Regions from separate parts of the Oryzias latipes genome. Here region 2 is linked to region 1. A link is a contact called in public Hi-C data. All regions are on one chromosome and are shown on one strand. Each heading gives the region's core, a stretch centred on a gene start, on an enhancer-like site or on the middle of the called end of the contact. The rest is flanking DNA. Distances are from core to core; before and after follow the strand shown. Region 1 holds the start of ddb2 (DNA damage-binding protein 2). Region 2 holds the start of LOC101170839 (mortality factor 4-like protein 1).

Region 1 (2,700 bases), core at 126-2,625:
TAAAACATATGGTTGTGCAGAGTTGTGTGACGTTTTGCAAGCACGAACACACAAAAAGCTGAAATCCTGAAAGAAAAAAAAATCTTATGCAACTTCTTTGGTTAAAACTGTGCTTTTTCAGGAGCTCACCCCTTGGATGAAGCTTTTCTTTGTGGGCTTTTCAAAGTCCCAGAGAAAGATGTCTCCACCTTTGGAGGCTGCTGCTAGTGTGGTGGGATGGGTGGGGTGCCACTCCAGACAGGTGATTCTGCGATCGAAGGGGCTGGTAGCACCATGGAAATGATAGGCGGAGAGAGAGCGGACAAAGGGCTCCTGAAGACACTGCAAGAGGCAACAGCAAAAAGAAAAAAAACCCAACAACATTCCATCATTTCAGATAGAATATTCAGAATCTGTTTTTAAACCACCAATTAAAAAGAATAAATACAAAAGTCTATAACTATTTTTTTTTTTATCATTTGTGACCAAACTGATTGTTACTATTGGGTAAAATCCATAAAATGCATTAGGGATTTTTTTCTGTTTAGTAAAATTCTTCTTCTCCAATCAAGTCTTCAGACAGAAGCCTAGAGAAGAGGGCGCCTTGTTCATCAACTGGTCTGCCGTCTCTGTTCACTTCAATGCATTGATTTGCATTTGGGTTCCAGATTACACTTGACAGACTAAATCTGTTGTTGGTGCATTTTTATTATTGTTATTTTTAAAGCAGACAGCCCCCTCTTTCTGTCCATACTGACTTACCTGTCTCATCTGAGAATGCAGACTTTGGCCTAGACTGTTCCTGTAAATGTAGTGCAGGATGCTGTTATGGCCATTTCTCCTCTGAGCTGTATGGGGCTTGACAGGTGGACGCTCTGCAGTGAAATTCATTCAAATCAGGATGATGACCTCAGAGTAAACTCATGCAGTCCCGTTAGTACTGCTCACCTGGCTCAGAGGTCTTCACTTCTATCTTTTCCTTTAATTTTTTGGAGAGTGATGCTCCAGAGTCTGCTTCAGTTCTTTTTTTCACTTGACTCTTTGGTCCATTTTCACCTGGTTTCGTGTTCTTCCTTCTTTTCATGTCTGTCAGAGTTCGACGATATGACACGAACAAAACCACTTCTGTGTACTTCTCTATCTTTCCTCTAGAAAACCCCGTAAATGTGCAGTTTACCTGTAATTGTGGAAGAGAACCGCCTTAATCTAAAGTCTATGTTTGCATAACACGGAAGCGCACGTGACTAATGGCAGCAGATGTTTTGTAACTTCAGCCCATGACAGCTGGTGCGCGATAGATGGCGCTGTTTATTTACAAATTCTCCCTTTTTTCAAGAAACTTTATTTAAAAACTTGATACAATACAACAGACTAAAGAAAACGCTACACACTGTGAAACTTGCACATCATCAGTCAACAGTACAATTAAAATGTTTTTGTGTGTGTGCATTTTTAACTGGACAATTTGATGTAAGATTTTAAGTTAAACCTATTTTAGTTAATTATCAATTCTGAATTTCTGAATGGTATATAGTTTTAGCATTTTCCAAATTAAAAATCACCCATTATTAAATGCAACAACAACAATAATAATAGTAATAATAATTGTTATTAGTATTATTAAGATAGATAGATAGATAGATAGATAGATAGATAGATAGATAGATAGATAGATAGATAGATAGATAGATAGATAGATAGATAGATAGATAGATAGATAGATAGATAGATAGATAGATAGATAGATAGATAGATAGATAGATAGATAGATAGATAGATAGATGGATAAACTACACTTGCATCAGGTGGAACTAAACAAACGTTTGATTTCATATATAGCATGCAATGGTGCATTCCCCTGTTTATTTGAAAACATTTTTTTCTGAAAGGCTCCGAGTTATGTCATATTAGCTCAACATGCCTAAAAAAGTAGTCAAATTTGAATAATTTAAAAACTTTAAGACAAGCAACCAACAAAGCTAATCTTTAAAAAAATTACACAAAGTGCAAAACATCATAATGCAGCATGTCCATAAACAGGAGAACAACTGCCATATGAAAATGTATTATGTCGTGTTTCAGCAACAGGCAAAAATAACATTCTTTATGTACATATCAGTAAATTAATTCACAAACCTACCCAAAATGCAACATAAGCATACTAGAATTACAGTCTTTTTTCATGGTAAACGTTCGCTCCTTCTAATATTTGATTAGTTTTCTTACTTTTATAAATTTACTTTTATTTTTTAAAAAAGTAATTGACTACATCGACTGCTGCGTGTTTGCAAAAATATTTTTGGAATTTGGTCAACTCGGAAGTGACGCAACACACTCGTGTTCCTTGTTCTGAGATCCTATTGGCGGTTGTGGGATTTGAAAAGTTCTCTGGCGAGAGGCTGAGTCGGGAAGATTCAAAATTTGAGCAACAACTGGAATCGAAAGTAGGCTACAATGAACAGACAGGGGTAAGTGAATTTTATTAATTTAACTTAGACAATTTGTTACAAACGTATTTATATATCGTGCAATTTGTTGTTACTTCTTGATTCCACGCCTAACTGACAGTTAACGAACTAAATAACGGATTTGATTTAGCTTAGCATAACGTCGTTGCTTAACCATAAGACTAACGTTTGGCTTAGTTGATTATTTGGGCCCCCTTTAAAGCTAACGCTTATAGTGATGTCATGTTTTCTCCACAGGAAGTTCAGGACACCC
Region 2 (2,700 bases), core at 22-2,521, 150 kb after region 1:
GTTTGTTCTTTTTGGTTTTTCTGTGGAATTTAAAAAAGAAAAATATATAGATAATTTCAAAAACGTTGAGTGACATCAAAGTGCACCACCAACACAAAGAACATTCACTCACACATCATTTTTCTGCGATGCAGCAGGTATTTTCTTATTCGGCACAGCACCCCTCATTCTTCCTTCTACATAATGGTCTCTAAATTTCCAAAAAAAAAACAATACTTGGTTAGGAAGTCAATTATGTCAAATCAGTGGATATTGAAGTTTTCACAGTGCAGGGTGAAAGTTCAGCATCAGGTAACTTACTGATTAGCCCTCTGAAGCTCTTTTTGTTTTTGAAGATTACTGTCCACATACTTCAGCACTCGGCTTTCAGGAACCCATTCGTCCCAGCTAGAAGAGCAGGATTTCAGTCACTGGAAGAAACTTCACTAAGCAGCAGGTAGTAAAAAACAAACAAACAAACAAAAAAACCTAAAACTTACTTTTTGTTCCAGCCACTGTAATGAATGAAGTATTTGATTTGTTTGTCCTTGATGTTTGTTTTAACACACTGCAAAAACAGGCACACTTCAATGTGATCAAAGTGAATCAAACACGTTGGAGGGTCGCATCGTCAAAGAGACAGGCTAACTCCGACAGCCTACCTTAGCTTCGTAGAGCAATGGCCCATGAAAACACAGCACTCTTTCACCTGAAGTAGGAGGGAAAACAAAAAGGAAGTTAGCTTTAGCTGCTTCGCTAACGTCTAGTGATTTAACGCGGTACTACTTGTAACGATTAAAAATATTTATGATGTAAATTAAGCAAATAAAGCGTTTAGTGATGAATCTAGACGCAGTTAAAGAGACATGCGCGGTAAGGTCAATTAGAAAACGACGGGCATAGCGGGAAATTAAAATATCAATACATTAAATTGACAACTTTTGTTCAAACTAATAATTTAGCGACAAATAACATCAATTATTCATTGATAACCACAAGATTTAACTGGATTAAAACATTAAACGCTTACAACAATAAATGCTAATCTAGCTAGCTCCGCGCCGACAGTGTTCTTTCCATAGCTGTGTTTATCCCTCCGTTAGCTTCAGAAACAAACACAGCCAGTTATCCGGACACTCGGACAATAGTTAAGAGGCTACCTTCTTGAAATTTAGGTTTCGGGTCCTGTTTTGGCGCCATTCACAGATTAAACTATAAAAATTTTGAAAAAATCGCCAGCTCCCATTACAGTTAGCAAAGGCGCATCTCACTACTAACGTCATGGTCTGCGCGATGACGCTTAAATTGTGCGACAAAAAAAGACAAGAAAGAAGACATCCCTGGAGTGCACAGCTCTTCGCAGGAAGACGGGCTGTTTGTGTATACTTGAAGTCAGTGGAAGAAGTAATTCGCCTTAAAAAAAGTTTTTTTTTAACTGCTATCAATAAATTACATAAAATACAACTCTTGAATTTGTGTTGTGGACATCCATTCAAACCACCATCAAAAAGGTATACAATTTATTCTGCTACAGCATTACACTACCACACCACGTGTTCCGGTTGATACATTTTGAGAAATTGCTATTTTCTGTTCATATTTGCTTTTGTTCTGGTTACTTTTCTATGGTATTTAAATCAAAATAATGTAGTAAAGATTAATTTGCAAGAGTTAAAAAGATTACTAAGACACCCCCCCTCTTAAATAAAACCTAAAAAACAATAGACACAAGGCTCTAAATAGCCAAGTAAGGCCCTTTCTCGGATCACAAACAGGAAATCATTTTTCTATACTGAGAACTTTTATTTCAGCAAATCTGCATGAAACTGCTGTCTTGTGTAACAGAGGGAAATACTAAGAAAAGCCTTTAAAAATGAATATATTTTGATGAGTGTCAAAACAATAAATTAACACAATAGACCATGTAGCTGTTTTAAAATGATCAAAACCTTCTATTGAGTTACTGACATCATTCAACAGACAGAAACTGAAAATGTTACAATGCATGTCGAGCAACAGTGACATCTTTAAATAGCATTAATAATATAATTACAAAAGAAATATCACAATGACAGCAATGCATATTCACAAATCAAACAAATGCTGAAAATATATATGATAATAAATAATCCTAATAGTAAGCACAAGTTTGAGAAAAAAAAGGAGGCATCCATTTATAAATTCAATCATTTTAAACCTCTTGGCCAAAATGCATCACGTGATTCACTCCAAGGCTAAGCAATGACAGGTTTGTTAAAGGCTTTGCAGATACAAACAGAACATGCTATGCATCCCGTGGCCTCACTACAGAACAGCATAGAACTCAAACCGGTGAGATTTCAGGTAGATGTGGATGGAAACACTTCACTGCTCCACAGACTTGATGTCAAAAAAAAAAGAACATAATAAAATAAAAGGCAAGTGCTACAACAAAAAAGATGAAATGCAATGATTCATCTGTATTAAGAGAACAGTCATACCATTTTATTTTAAAAGAAAAACTAACTTCAAGAGGCGCAGAAACTAGCCTTTTCTTAAAAGTGGAACAGAAACGTGGTAAATGGTCATTTAATTGTTCTTGTACACAAGAAGATTAATAGAGAAAGTAAACTGCTAGATTTAAAATGAAAATGCTAAATTTTTGCAGCTCTTTGAGATATAGATATACGTCTACTATATATAAAAGGTCCAATTGTGGGACCCTTGCCCTTCATTCACACA

What was found. A called contact is a pair of places that touch in the nucleus more often than the background predicts.
Region 2: a contact with region 1 is called in a Hi-C map of embryo, with 4 times the contacts expected there. The contact joins the promoter of LOC101170839 here to the promoter of ddb2 in region 1. A contact is called at or near these places in 5 of 5 Hi-C or Micro-C datasets (embryo, fibroblasts and gastrula embryo).

Annotation. Positions count from the first base shown.
Region 1 is chr6:16,132,168-16,134,867 of ASM223467v1, forward strand. It overlaps ddb2 (DNA damage-binding protein 2), which reads right to left and starts at 1,376. Exons shown (of 11, transcript XM_020704020.2): 1 at 1,157-1,376; 2 at 928-1,065; 3 at 742-854; 4 at 130-321. The coding sequence starts at 1,063. LOC101170342 (kinesin-like protein KIF23) reads left to right here and starts at 2,337. Exons shown (of 22, transcript XM_023955768.1): 1 at 2,337-2,447; 2 at 2,685-2,700. The coding sequence starts at 2,434.
Region 2 is chr6:16,284,131-16,286,830 of ASM223467v1, forward strand. LOC101170839 (mortality factor 4-like protein 1) reads right to left here and starts at 1,272. Exons shown (of 12, transcript XM_023955779.1): 1 at 1,140-1,272; 2 at 642-688; 3 at 480-547; 4 at 301-387; 5 at 113-190; 6 at 1-20. The coding sequence starts at 1,179. LOC101160651 (E3 SUMO-protein ligase PIAS1) reads right to left here. Exons shown (of 14, transcript XM_004069608.4): 14 at 1,768-2,700.